Regions from separate parts of the Mus musculus genome. Here regions 2, 3, 4 and 5 are each linked to region 1. A link is a contact called in public HiCAR-type and promoter capture Hi-C data. All regions are on one chromosome and are shown on one strand. The core of a region is the stretch at or near the end of the contact, and the rest is flanking DNA. Distances in the headings are between cores, read along the strand shown.

Region 1 (2,611 bases), core at 36-2,535:
ACAGAACTGACCACGTGGGAGGGATTCCTAGTAAACTTGTGACAGCCAGATTTTGAAGAACTGAAACACTGTTTCTGATACCTGAATTTTAGCACCTGTGTTCTTTGAAAAAAAAAAAAAATCCCTGCTAAGCTTTATGCCTGGATGTCAAAGACAGTAAGACAGTGCGGGGCTGTGCCAGTCAGGGTGGCTGCTCTCTCTGGGGAGCAACTGTGGGTGTAGCTGCGGGAGCAGTTACCTAGTTTGGAAGCTATGAGGGGGAGGCGGGGGTGTGGTGGTGGTGAGTAAGCTGGCTTCAGTCCCCCGGGAACATCTTGCCTGGTTCCTCTGACTAATGAATAGCGTTTTACTAATTATCTATTAAAGATGAGGAGTAGCCAGACGCGATTGTTTCGGCAGCTAATCCAACCTGCACTCTAGTTACCAAAGTCTATGTTTATCTAACGGAAAGGCTCTTGCTAAATACAACAGAGGAAGCCAACACCACACAATGCTTTTGTTAAGATTCATTCATTCAAAAATGCTCAGACTGAACACAGACTCAAATGCAGTGTGCTCAAAAAGCACAAGAAACGGGGGGGGGGGGGGGAGAGAAGAAATCTTTTCAAAGTCTTGCAGCCACAGCTGGAATCCTGTCCCCTCTTGAGGAGTTATACCCTCCCTGCTAGCCCTCGGCGGGTTAGGGCTATACAGGGGGCCCACCTTACATCTACCCTGAGCCTGGTAAAGCAGAAAGTTAACAAACATGCCAGGTGCTAATTACATTTCCCGTCTGCATGGCAACAGCCTCCCCAACTAGGAAACAAAAAGTTGCTCCGGCCAGCCGGACTCAAAGCCCTGCCAGACATTAGCAAAGAGACCCTAAGGCAATTCCTGGACTACTGACCAGGACGCGCGCCACTCCCCCGCACCTGGAGCCACTCCCCTGCGCACCTGGCGAGCCCACGCGAGGACCAGGTGCTAGCCGGCCCGGGGAACCTCGCGACACTCGCTCCCGCTCTGAGACGCTCCCTCCCACGCCCCGCCCACGTGTCCCGTAGACACTGCGCGTCCAGTCCCCTCGCGGCCCGACCCCCAGCCACAGACCTGCGGCCTCAGCAGTCCTCAGGGGCGGCTCGGGTTGGCAAAGAAGCACCCCGAGCACCCAGGCCTTAGGGACGCGCCCACTTCACGGGCTACAGCGAGGTGAAGACTAGGAGGACCCAGCTGTTCCCGGCTCTGTGCGGCGCGCTGCAAGGATGGGCCTGGGGGGCGTCTACAGCCCGGGGAAGGGGCGCGCCGGGGAGGCCGGGCCGCTACCGCTGCATTCATTGGTCCCGGCAGCTGTTCGTCAACGCAAGGCCCCGCCCCCGCCTCCCGCGCTGCCCCGCCCCGTCTCGTGCGGCGCACACCGGAAGGAAGAGGTACACTTCCGCTCAGAGGGCTGTTTTGGGGGTGTTAGGCTCCGAGGCAGGTCTTAAGCTTGGCTTGTTCCTGTGTTCGGAGTCCCTGGTGCCCCGAAGAAAGGTTACCCAGTCTCGGGGGACCTTCCCAGCTCTACCTCCTGCCTCCAATGTCCGGCTATATGCACTTTCGACGTTGTTTAGTGATAAAATCCGCAGACACTTTTGGGTCTCCAAAGACATGCCTCTCAGTCCCCACACCCCCAACCCATCCACACCCATCCTCCCGCCGCCGCCGTAGTACTGCTCTGGCCTTTGTTGTTAATTCTCCTCCTTAACATGCACCTTCAGTATTGAGTCCTAGATGTTCCTCTTATCTTTAAACTGCTTGTCAGCATCTTTTCCCTCTCTTTGAGACAGGGTCTCACTTTCTAGCTCTGGCTGGCCTGAAATTGCGTGTGGACCAATTTGGCCTCACGTCTGCCTCTGCCTCCTGAGTGCTGTGACTAAAGGAAGGTGTGCGCCAGACTGAGTTTTGGTAGTGGATGGCCCACTGAGATCAGTACCTACGAAAAGGCAGCCTGTCATCTAATTCCAACAAAAATTGTTCCATACACCCTGCCTTTCTTAGCTACCTGTCCCTGATAGATCTTTTTCTCTTTTGGTTGTCGACTGTTAATACCAAGAACACACTGCTCAGAATGCTTTATTAGATAGCCCCTCACCCCACACCTACTTAAAGTGATTTGTGGAACATGTAACTGGTGTGAGGCGCATGTCCCTGAGGGGAACAGTATTCAGCTGCTGCTTCATGTCTGTAACACGAGGCAAGAACTGTCATAAGAACGTCGGGTCGTAGTGCTTCTCATAGAAAGTGGGTGCGCACTAAGAGTAAAGTCTGAGATTTAAGGTCTTAGATGGCGCTCCTGTAGTCCTGCTGAGGAAGGAGGCTGCCGCAGGAGGATGACAAGTCCAACTCTTGCCTGGGCCATATGCAGAGACATAGAGTACTGGCTTGTCACAAGCATGCAGCAAGACGATGAGTTGTAGTGAAGCACGATAGAAAGGCAAGGGAAATTATGGAGGAAGGAGAAGGAATTTCCCCCATTCCACTGCAGATCTAGATGAACCCTCGCCAGCTGCAGGCAAGGATCCCAGCACAGAATACTTGCTGTAAAGTTTGCTAACAGAAATGATGAGTTCCTCTCATGGATCTTATGTTAAACAGG
Region 2 (2,611 bases), core at 71-2,570, 2.5 Mb after region 1:
GAGACTACAGGAGTAAATGGGAAAAGGAAGGGCCCATGACCAGAAAGTGCAGTTCACACTACACCCTATACACTGCACTTCTGAGCTGGGTGTGGCGGCACACATGGTTGATCCATCCCATTACTTGAGAGGTAGAGGCCGAGCTGGTTCACACGGTGAGCTCCAGGCTAGTCAGGAGTACATAGCTGACTTTATCCCAACAGCAACAATAAGAAACAAACAAACAAACAAACAATCCATCTCTGTCTCCCTGAGTATATGCTTGACCCAAGCAAACAAACCAAGGTACCACAAGTTTTATATACAGAATCTAGCTCTCTCTTGAACAATGGATCAAGATTGAACTTTATTGTGATAAACATGCAGGGGCTGGAATCCCAGGAAGAACTTTGTTTTATTTACCCCAGATGCCTCGCATCAAAGTTGAAAGTCTTTCTGCAACATGCAGTAGGTGTGGGACACTCACAGCTTGTCAAGCGGTTGGTTGAGTGAGTGTGCATATATATTATCTTAATGTCATTAATCTTTCTAAGCAATTTTTAACAGTAGCTCTTCTTTGTTATGCACATAATAAAGTGGTAGCTGAGACACGCTAAGAAACTTGTTCTCAGACAAAAAGGGCATGAATCACCAAATCAGAGGCAATATCTTTACCTCTCTCCTCTAGTACTGCCCCAGTGCTTGGCTGCCCTTCTGGGCACAGCTCTTTTCGGCTCAAATTCCAAAGCCTTAGGTGTACGATACTGCCCCTCAGCAGCTTTTTACAGGGGCAAGGGTGAAAACCAGGTGGCAGAGGGGTGCAGGTCCTTGACAGAAGTTATACGGGAAGGTAGTAGCTAGGTCCGGTCAAGAACTTGGACCCATCTCTTCTAGTTCCCCCGAGAGGCCCCTGAGGAGAGCACACAAACTCGATCCTGACATTTATTCCTAGCTAAGAGACTGAGACGGCGGATTCAGACTCCGGGCCTCCATTTCTTTTGTGTACTAAGGTAATTCCCTGGAAGTTGCCTTAGGACTCTGTTGAGACAGGTATCCCTGATTCATTTCCCAAGCCAACTTCTAGTTCCGAGGTTCTATATTCCCACCCCGGCCCCGCTCCGCGTCCCTCATCCCACTTACCCTTCATTGTCGGCCAGCTTCCGGAGCTCTCTGGCGATGTCTCCTTCAGGCCTCACTCATTCCTTTCCTTTCTTCGCTTTGTTCAGCGGCTTTCTCCCGCCGGGACGCTGCTTTTTTGTTTAAAATTCCACTGGAAAAATCCGATAAGCCCAAGAGACAATTAACAAAGTGCACGGACTTGCTCCACCCTGCGTCAGGGGATGGCGACCAGATTTCGGATCGGGCGCCTCTCTGACGTCATTGACGCGACGGCATCTGTGTGCGTCCGTCACTGGCACAGGCTCTGTGGTTGAGAGAGGAGCGGATTTTGCGGGTCTGCTGTGGTGTTCAGTATGCAAGTGTCTGTAACTGGAGTAGTCGTGTTGGGGGGTCAGGATTAATGAAATGTAGCGAGAGCAAGCTGCCATAGAGAGGACGCGAGGGAGATTGGGGACGAGGGAGGGCACAAGTTGGCCGGGGATATCGGCGGTAACGACTGTGGGATTCCTTTTTTTTTTTTTTTAAGCAAGAGGCTTACAGTGTTGCCCTGGGTAATCTAGAATTTACTCCCGAGAATACTAGTCATATTTTGTACTGGTGGCCGGGGGTATTTAGTCCTGTTTCTGCTACTAAATACTTTTATGACCTCGTTCAAAGGTCTTTTTCCTATTAGTAAAGAAAAAGAGTAGGTTTATTTGCTATCGGATGCAAGAAGGTAGAGACGTGTAGTTAGTGTAGCTAGTATAACAAAAGTTACATTTTATTATGCAAACGGTCATTTCATAGGTTCACCCCCTAAATTCCTAACTACCTAAGCCTATCTCCCCAAGGCTACCCTCCTGTGTGACTTATCTTAGCTGAAGGTCAGGTCCAGTCTCCAACAGAAGTTTTTGATTGGAGTGTCAGATTACTCTCCAGCCGCAGGGCAGATGAAGGTGGCTTCTCTTCAGTTGTGCAGAGCAGAGCATTGCTCTTGGTGCCCACTAATACACTGTCCACTGGGTGTCATGGGGTTCTAGGACTGTGTCTAGTTGTCTTGAGTGATGTAACTGGGTTCTGGTTATCAGGTGCTGCCTTGGGTGTACTGGGGTTCCTTAATTAAACGTTTTACATGGGGTTCCTTAGTTAAACGTTTTACATGTCTAAAAGGCACCTATCTTCTTCTTCTTCTCTCTCTCTTTCTTTCTTTCTTTCTTTCTTTCTTTCTTTCTTTCTTTCTTTCTTTCTTTCTTCTCTTTCTTCTCTCTCTCTCTCTCTCTCTCTCTCTCTCTCTCTCTCTCTCTCTCTCTCTCTCTCTCTCCCTCCCTCCCTCCCTCCCTCCCTCCCTCCCTCCCTTCCTTTCTTTCCTGTGCTCATTGCATCTTACCCCATTGGTCTCAAAATGTTTGCTCTTTTAAAAAATTGATTCTTTTTCACTGAAGACAGTGTCCCAGACACTTGCTTTGTGGTCTAGGCTGAGCTTGAAAGTGCAACATTCCTGCCTGGCCTTCTGGAGCATTGGAATTTATAGTCT
Region 3 (2,611 bases), core at 55-2,554, 2.4 Mb after region 1:
TTGTGGATGTACACACACCTACTGTGCACCTCTTTCACAGACGGCCTCAGCCGCTACTGGCTGTCTAGGAACACTTCTAGGTGTCAGGGTGATAATTTTAGGGCTTTATTCATCGTCGGTGTGGATGTCTTATAGCCTAGTCTCTATTCTCCACTGAACTTTCCTGTTCCCATCATTGCTACATACTTCTGATATTTAGGCAAAGGAGAAAACAAGCGAGTCCGGTTCTCGACCTTGCCACCAGAGGGCGCTGCCCGCGGGGGACATTGAAGCGCCTCACCTCATAGCTCCACAGAGAGCAAGGAGCTAATCTATTCTTAGCCTCAGTTAACTTTGGCTCTTGAAAGTCACCCAAACTCGGGCAAAAGCTCCTACTCGAAAACGCACAGACTTTTCCACTCCAGCCAGGAGAATCTTGATGTTAAAAGGGGTTCGAGGCCTTCTAAGAAGACAGAAAAGAAGAAATAATATGGCCCTGCACAGATCATCTGTATGCCCGCAGCAGCTCTCCACCCCCACCTGGCAGATCGCGCTAGGGGCCACTTGGACCTAGACTGGAGTTCGCTCGCCACACTCTCTATTTGGGTGGCATTGGCTAGCCCAGTCCCTCTGTATCTAGTTTGTCACTGACAACCGTGCGTACTCAAGACTTTGCTCAGGGTTAAAGTTCAGTATTGGGAGAGATACCAGATTTGGCATATTTTCAGGCCAGCCCTAGAGTCCTTGGGACCAGGGGGCGGGGACTGCTCCCTAGGCCTCTCTGGATTTTTCTGTTACTCTGCTCTCTTTCTGAGTGGCTCCCTTTGCCCTGCAAGTGGAGTGGGCTCTGTTCTGGTCTTAGGAGGTCTGAAAGCTATACCAGCCCCTGCGCGTCCCACGCAGGCCCCAGCGTTAATTAACCAGCAGTCGCTCCTGACAGCCAAGCCCCTCTATCATCTCCCAGGTCCAGGACCCTGTGGGAGAAAGGGTCCGGCAAGTCACAGACCCAGCCAGCGCAAAGGGCGATCGAGGAGAACCTTCCAGGAACCGTCCCAGATCCTAAACGTGAGGTTGGGCACTGAGTGGGGTGGCCAGGCGGAGAGGAAGTGGGGGCAGCGGGTCCTCGCGACACAGAGTCCCCTCCCAGATGCTCCCCATTTCCGCAGGCACAGAGCTTCCTAGCCTGGGTCTTGGTGTCAGTCAATCAGACGCTGGGGCGCGGAAGGGACGCCTCGCCCCGCCATCAAGATCTTTCCCCAGGCCTGTCCCATCTTGAGGACCCAGACTCATGGGGACCCAGAGCTCGGCGACCCGGAAGGCCGGCGGAGCCGGAAGGTGGGAGGGCGGAGCCAGGGTGGCGGTGGCCTGTGAACGCCTCTCTGGAGCTGGCAGAGCAGAGCCGGCCTCAGTGCCTTGGCGGTCCCAGACTCCAGCTCGGTAAAGGTGCGCGCGGGGAAGCCGGGGTCTGCGAAGCCGGTCGGGGACCCTACGGTGTCAGGCCCAGTGCTAGAGCTGTTCATCTCAATGCAAAGGACCTGAGACACTGAAGGCCTAAGCTGCAGCGCCGAGGTTGGAGTAGTCAGCAGCTCCGTGCGCTTCCAGCCGCAACCTGGATGCTTGGGAGTGCGCGTGCGCGGTGCGGTGTCTTCCCACAGTTTATGCCTTCTGCCTAGCGGACTGCTGTGCTTGGCCCAGAGAGGGAGGAAATCTGGGCTCTAGCTTAGGGATGGCCAGGAATGAATGTCAGGGGATCAAAGGGCCAGATTAATTGGAGCTGTTGTTGAAAAACGTTCTTCTATGACTAAGTAGATAAGGTGCATGCATGGCCGGGTGCAGAGGGCACGGTGCTGCTGAGTGATGGGTGTCAGTTAACTCTGCGAGCTATGTAGCGAACCTACCACTGACCACTTCTGATCTTTCAAGAGAAATTAGGAAGATCTAAGATATATGTAAGATTGTATTATTGCTGTTAGTTTGAGACTGGGTCTCACTATGTAACCTTCACTGGTCTTGATCTGGGAGTCCTACCATAGCCTCCCCCATGCTGGGGTTATGGGAGGGAGCCAGCACACCCTCGATATCTTCTTATTTTTAAATACCAACAATCAAGTAAGTAAACAACTTAGTAGGCTGGAAGAACAGGGTGATGAACTTCACAGAGGACAGAGTACAACTGGGGAATTCCAGACAGGGGAGCAAATATTGCTATTTGGCCAAAGACCTGTTTTCCACTCAGTTTCTGTTTGTTTCTCCCTGCAGCCTCCCCTTACCCACCCCCTACCCCTGACACATTTCCTCCCTCTACTCTGGGGATTTGAATCCCAGCTTCGTCTAAGATTGCTATAAAGAACATGGAGCCCCCTGTTACTCTGAGGCCTCCTCCTCTGTTCCTCACAACTTGATTGGACTCAGGTCAGGCTGCTGTCCAAAGGTTTGAGTTTTTCACCTCCTCTGTGTATGGGAGCCCTGCTGTCATCTTCCCTCCAGTCTGGGTGACTATAGGACATCAGGGCTCCCAGTTAGCTTTTGTCTTCCCTATGGCTGGCAGATGGACTTCCGGTGAACAGGACCTGTTTTGAGGACAGCATTATTGAAGTCGTTCTGCTCCCGTGGGAAGGTCCTGTCTTCTGCG
Region 4 (2,611 bases), core at 33-2,532, 2.4 Mb after region 1:
GTTTTGGGAAAGTTGGAAGAAAGAAAACCTGGAACCCAGGAGGCAGAATACCCTGTAGGCAGCAGACCTACCTGACTGCTATCCTCGCTTTTCACAGTCTTGTCAATCTTGGCAATTTCTTCATCTGGGTCTTGCAAAAACTAAAAAAAAAAAAAAAAAAAAAAAAATCCCGGTCCACCATGGGTCCACATGGTGCGACCCAAAGACAAAAAACACAAGAGAAAAAGGGGGAAATGTTTGTTAGGTCATGAACGACATTCAACTAAAGGAAACCTCTCTCTCAACTAATTCTTTTCACTAGTAGGTAAGAAGAACCAAATTTGGTACCCAGGTAAGATGGAAGGGGGGGTGGGCTGTCCCCTTCCCAACCTGTATCCTTTGTACTCACCACGGCCACATTTGCCTTCCTTTTTCTGGAGCGGACTGAAAGGTCGGAGCCACCTTCTTCTTTCATGTTGCTGTGGTCCGTCGAGTCTCTGCAAGGGCATGGTGTCATGGGGTGCTGCTCCCCAAAAACTCAGGCCGCCCCTCCCCCACCGCTACTCACCCTTACCCTCCCGCAGCAGGGAGGCCACTCACCTCTCCCTTGGCATGGCTCAGGACTTGGGCTTGGAACTCAGACCTGGGAGGACAACAAGCAAGCATCGTGGTGAGCACGGCCCGCAGAGGGGACCTGAGTCTTCCAGTTCGTCCCGGGCACCCCTCCCCCCTCCCGCGCGGGCGGCGGCGGCGGGAGCCTCCTGGGCCCGGAGGCCGGCCGGGAAAATGGCCGATGGGCCCGGGTGGCTTGTCACCCGCAGGCGCCGCCAGCAGCCTGCGACCCTGGGTCCGAACCTGAGGTTGGGGATGGAGGCCCAGCCGCCCTTCAAGAGGACCCCCCGCTCCATCACCGTCCTCGGGGCCGGGGCTGCCTCAGTGTCCCTTTCTACACCTACCCCTGACCCGTCTCTCACAGCCACCCCGGCCGGGGCACCCCGAGCTGATACCTCAGGGGACCGGGTGACCCGGCCTCGCCCCACCCCCACCCGGGCCCGGTCCGGTCTGGTCGGACCCGGTCCGGACGCCTGGGAGTCGTGGGAGTCCCGGGAGTCCCGGGAGTCCAGGCAGCCCGTACCCGAAGCTGTGTCCGCCGCAGGCAGGCGCGCTCGAGCGGGCAGGAGGCCGACGGCGAGCGGGAAGCAGGAGGCGGGAGGCGGCGGCCGAGCGCGCGGCGCTGGCGGGATCCGCGCCTGCCCCCTACACCGCGCTGGCTGTCGAGCCGGCTGCTCCTGCGCCCGGCTTCGAGCGGGACATTTAAAAATCCCAGCGCGCGGCACCGGCCCCGTCCCGCCCTCGCGCCCCGCCCCGAGGGCTGCGAGCCCCTCAGCGGCCGCCGCAGGCCCGGGGCCCGCCCCGTCGCCGCGCGGACCAGCGAGGAGCTCTGGTGGGGGCGTGGCCTCCCGGGGGGCGTGTTCTTTTACGGGCGTGGCATGCACTAAAGGGGTGGGGCTAGATGTCAGGGCCTGCGCGCCGGGGGCGGGGTGCGGACGTGGTAGGCGGGGCCTGCGCGGGGCGGGACGCGGGAGAGTCGTCTGGCGCGCGCGGCTGCGGGGCGGGCTCGCTGACGCGGGAGAATCTTGGCGCGAGCGCCTGAAGGATTCTGAGCGTGCGGGGCCGGGAGGAGCGGCATGGGCCGCCCAAGTGGAATGTCAGCAGGGCAGATCGCAATGATCGGCGGCCGGGCTTGACTGGAGTGAGGCACGGGAGGGCCCGGAGTTAAGAACCCGTCATCCGCCGGTCTCCCGCGCGCGCGCACTGTCCCTCCTGACTCGTCCTCCCCGCCCCTGAGACGCAGAGTTCCGGGCCGAGTCCGGCGCGTGGGTGTCCCCAAGGTCACAACAGCTTGTGGCTCCTGGGACCGGAACCAGCATTCAGGCTGCTGCTGTTAGGTCTCCTGTGGACCAGCAGCAGGTCCTTTAACCTGTCAGTGTTTCTGGTCCATTCATCCACCCATTCATTCATTCATTAGGCTACCCAAGCACATTTCTGTGCCTCTAGCACACATGGGCCCAACCCGTTTGCAGAAAGCCTCTCTGACCCTTAGGTCCCCATGAGGTGAGGCAGTCTCCAGCCTATAATTTTACTCCAAGTGTTTTCATCAACCTCAGAGTATGCACATGCCTCACAAACGTGAAGTGACCCTCACCCACCCCAGACCTGACCTTCAGCCCTCCGCCCGAGCTGCTGGATCCAGCATCCGGTGCCCTTTCGCACCCCAGAGCCTCAGAGCTTGCTTTACTCTCTTCTGACCCATTCCAGCTGTTTGTGCTTCCGGAAAACTTGAAGGTCTTTGGTAACCACTTCCTCTCCGGCGTACCTTTCCCCAGGACGTCCCCTCCAGTGTTAAACTATGGCAAAGCACTTGTTTCTTCCAATCTCTTGTTCACTCTGTTTTCTTATCCCGTTGCCCCTTCTGTATCTTGGACCAAAAGGGTCACTTCCCTTATGTTAGTAAATGATATAGAAAGAAAGAAAGAAAGAAAGAAAGAAAGAAAGAAAGAAAGAAAGAAAGAAAGAAAGAAAGAAAGAAAGAAAGAAAGAAAGAGAGAAAAGAAACCCACACTGACCCAGG
Region 5 (2,611 bases), core at 45-2,544, 2.0 Mb after region 1:
TCGGGGAGCTGGGCAGAGTGCTATCATTACCAACAACTCAGCCAGGCGGGTAATGGTGAGATCAAGAGACATTTGCACCGCTATCAGGATGACATCATAGCTAAAGCAGCCTTCAGCCAAAGCCCTAGGCTCTCTTAGAGTAGAGGCCAAAGGGCTATGGGGGGAGGTGCCCCCCCCCCGCAACTCCCAGAGCTGGAAGCTGAGTCTCAGGCCCCTGCCATGCAGGGTGGTGGGCCTTGCCCACAGCCAAGTTCCCAGGCAGGCCCAGAAATGGGAAAGACAGCTGGAGTCTTCTCCAACGCAATCTACTTTCCCCCTCCATCCTGCTCACTGCAAATAATACTACTAATAATAACATAGTATGCATTTTTTTCAACAATTTGAAATTGTGAAGCCATTTCCCTGACCAGGGTGGAGCCGGCATGCCATGCCCGCAGCTACATCTCTGCTGTAGAATTGATAGCATTTCCAACCGAATTGTCAATCTGTTGGTGGTGACCCTCTCTTAGGCAAAACAGCTCTCACTCCATTTTTTTCAAGCAATAGAAACAGAGGACGCTGAAGGGGAAGGCAGACTGGAAAGGAAGCCTTCCTACTCTTGTTTTGGTTGCTTTTCTTCCTTTTAAAGCCCAGCAAAACACAGGGGCGCACACGCGAGCGCACGCACACCCTGAGACACAAACCTTAGAATAATGGGGGAGGCATTTGGCGACAAACTGCATCAGCGGCGCGGCGCGACAGGCAACCAACCCCGCTCACTCGCAGCTCAGCTCTCCAAGCCGCGGCAGCGACGGTGGCGGTGGCGGCGGCGACAGAGACCCGTCACCCTCCCAAAGAACCCCTATGCTCAACTCTCAACTGTGTCCCCAAGATCTCCTCTTCAGGCTCGCCTCAACTATGCGCGTGGCCCAGTCACCTCACCTCGCCGGAAAAGTGGAGAGACAGGGTTGGGAGTTGTGTTTAAAAAAAAAAAAAAAAACAGCAAAAAAACAAAACAAAACAAAAAGTTCCTCGAACATCCAGCCCAGCAGATGCAATTCTCCCGCCCGCTGCACACTCTCCCCGAGCCGGCCGGGCACTCGCCCCCAGCACTGCGCCCTCACCTCGGGGCGCGCGGAGGGCACCGCAGGGCACTTACTTGGCACTTGCTTTTGAGTGTGCAGGTCGTCGCGGTTTTCACTTGGGTTTTCAAATAAGTTTCAGGGAGGAAGGAGGCAAAAAAAAAAATCCAATTATGCAAATGGACTCCGGCCGGGGGAGGCGCGCGTTGAATCTGACGCTGCTACTGTATGAGTTCTTGGAGCAGCCCCGGCCCGGCAGATTTATGGGGGCGCGTCACGGCTACGCCAGGTCCCGCCGCCGGAGCATCTCGAAGTTAATTAAAGCGGTAATGTCCACTTTCCTGGCGACCCTCCGTGCGTGGGTTTACTATTTCACCCTCCAACACGACCCAGGAGGGGACACTGATGTGCCCCCCACGCCCCTCTTCTTTCTCTCTTCTTCCCCCTCTTCTGCCTCTCTCTTTCTCTCCCTCCTTTTTCCTCTCTTTAAGTCGCCTGCTTTGCACTCAGTGAACAATGAACAAAGATGTGAGTGATGGGGAAAGATCGCCCCCCTCCCAGCCCAAGCAGTGAGCGAAGCTGGTCTCAAAGTCAAAATCCAGTTGTTAAAAACTGAGAAAGAAAACCAGGGTCTCCACGCTAAGCTCCCTTTCTACACACACGTACACACGCACGCACACATATGAGCAAGCACACCCCACCCCAAGTTCACCTAAGCCCTGCCTGGAGACCTAGGGACCGTGGGGGAAAAGCCAAGGCCCCGGCGCGCGGGGATGCCCAACTCGCGGTGGACACGAGGGGACAGCAGGGACAGGGGAGCTGTGCTCGCTCCGGCCAAGATCATTTCCCGCGCCCCTCCCAGTCTACTGCCCCCACCACTACCCACCGGCCCCCTCCCAACGTCTACACCGAGAGGCCTGGCCCCACGGCCCCGCTCCGGCTGCAGCCGGCCGGATGCGCTCAGCAAACGCGGCCCCTGTCGGATTTCTGCTAAACTGCAGAGCGGCGGCGGCGACTGCCCAGAGAAGCGCAGGAGGAACCCAAGGCCAGCTCGGCGCGCACTCACCCTGCTAGCCCGCTAGTCCTAAAGCCGGTGCCCCGGGCCGCCCACCCGCGCGCACCTCAGAGGATGCACACGCACAGCGCGCTCGAGCCCCGCAGGCAGGGACCGCACGTAGCCGCCGTTATTTTCCGCTCAAGTGAAAACTAAGGCGGCTGACGAATCACGTCTCCTGCGAGGCACCCGTTAGACAAAACAATATCCTGCAAACAAAACCCGGCCACCGCTGCCACCCGCGCGCCAGGCCGGGACCCCGCCCTGCTCCTCCCAGGCCCCAGCCCCTGGCTTCTGCCCGCACCGACCCCAGCCTTCCAGGCTTGCATCCTTCCAGGAAAGAACTCGGGGACTTGAGTGTGCGCTCACCAAGAGGCGGACAAACAGGAAGGACTCACAAACCGGGAGTGAAAAATGGGGGCCACTTAACTTTCCACCTGTCCCTAGAGAAACCTTGCGGGGAATTTTCTCCGAAGAGTTGGTCTCTCTCTCTCTC

Evidence for each region. Promoter capture Hi-C pulls out the DNA fragments that hold promoters and counts their contacts. HiCAR-type assays count read pairs that join an accessible place to other places. Capture Hi-C pulls out chosen DNA fragments and counts their contacts.
Region 2: a contact with region 1 is called in a promoter capture Hi-C map of adipose tissue, with 3 times the contacts expected there. The contact joins the promoter of Pop4 here to the promoter of Dpy19l3 in region 1. A contact is called at or near these places in 2 of 39 promoter capture datasets (the C10 cell line and liver) and 1 of 9 other capture datasets (adipose tissue).
Region 3: a HiCAR-type map of astrocytes shows a contact between it and region 1, with 6 times the contacts expected there. The contact joins the promoter of D530033B14Rik here to the promoter of Dpy19l3 in region 1. A contact is called at or near these places in 5 of 39 promoter capture datasets (cranial neural crest, hippocampal neurons, liver and 1 more), 2 of 115 datasets of contacts at active chromatin or transcription factors (astrocytes and large pre-B cells) and 2 of 9 other capture datasets (adipose tissue and liver).
Region 4: a HiCAR-type map of astrocytes shows a contact between it and region 1, with 10 times the contacts expected there. The contact joins the promoter of Ccne1 here to the promoter of Dpy19l3 in region 1. A contact is called at or near these places in 8 of 39 promoter capture datasets (the 3T3-L1 cell line, the C10 cell line, cranial neural crest and 3 more), 1 of 15 datasets of contacts at CTCF or cohesin (large pre-B cells), 2 of 115 datasets of contacts at active chromatin or transcription factors (astrocytes and large pre-B cells) and 1 of 9 other capture datasets (adipose tissue).
Region 5: a promoter capture Hi-C map of hippocampal neurons shows a contact between it and region 1, with 9 times the contacts expected there. The contact joins the promoter of Zfp536 here to the promoter of Dpy19l3 in region 1. A contact is called at or near these places in 2 of 39 promoter capture datasets (embryonic stem cells and hippocampal neurons) and 1 of 115 datasets of contacts at active chromatin or transcription factors (embryonic stem cells).

Annotation. Positions count from the first base shown.
Region 1 is chr7:35,753,169-35,755,779 of GRCm38.p6, forward strand. It overlaps Dpy19l3 (dpy-19-like 3 (C. elegans)), which reads right to left and starts at 1,286. Exons shown (of 19, transcript NM_178704.3): 1 at 1,087-1,286.
Region 2 is chr7:38,270,028-38,272,638 of GRCm38.p6, forward strand. It overlaps Pop4 (processing of precursor 4, ribonuclease P/MRP family, (S. cerevisiae)), which reads right to left and starts at 1,321. Exons shown (of 7, transcript NM_025390.4): 1 at 1,120-1,321. The coding sequence starts at 1,126.
Region 3 is chr7:38,182,478-38,185,088 of GRCm38.p6, forward strand. It overlaps D530033B14Rik (RIKEN cDNA D530033B14 gene), which reads right to left and starts at 1,305. Exons shown (of 1, transcript NR_165180.1): 1 at 95-1,305. 1600014C10Rik (RIKEN cDNA 1600014C10 gene) reads left to right here and starts at 1,310. Exons shown (of 4, transcript NM_028166.3): 1 at 1,310-1,422.
Region 4 is chr7:38,106,208-38,108,818 of GRCm38.p6, forward strand. It overlaps Ccne1 (cyclin E1), which reads right to left and starts at 1,283. Exons shown (of 12, transcript NM_007633.2): 1 at 1,115-1,283; 2 at 580-622; 3 at 389-476; 4 at 72-140. The coding sequence starts at 593.
Region 5 is chr7:37,768,458-37,771,068 of GRCm38.p6, forward strand. Zfp536 (zinc finger protein 536) reads right to left here and starts at 1,295. Exons shown (of 6, transcript NM_172385.2): 1 at 1,139-1,295.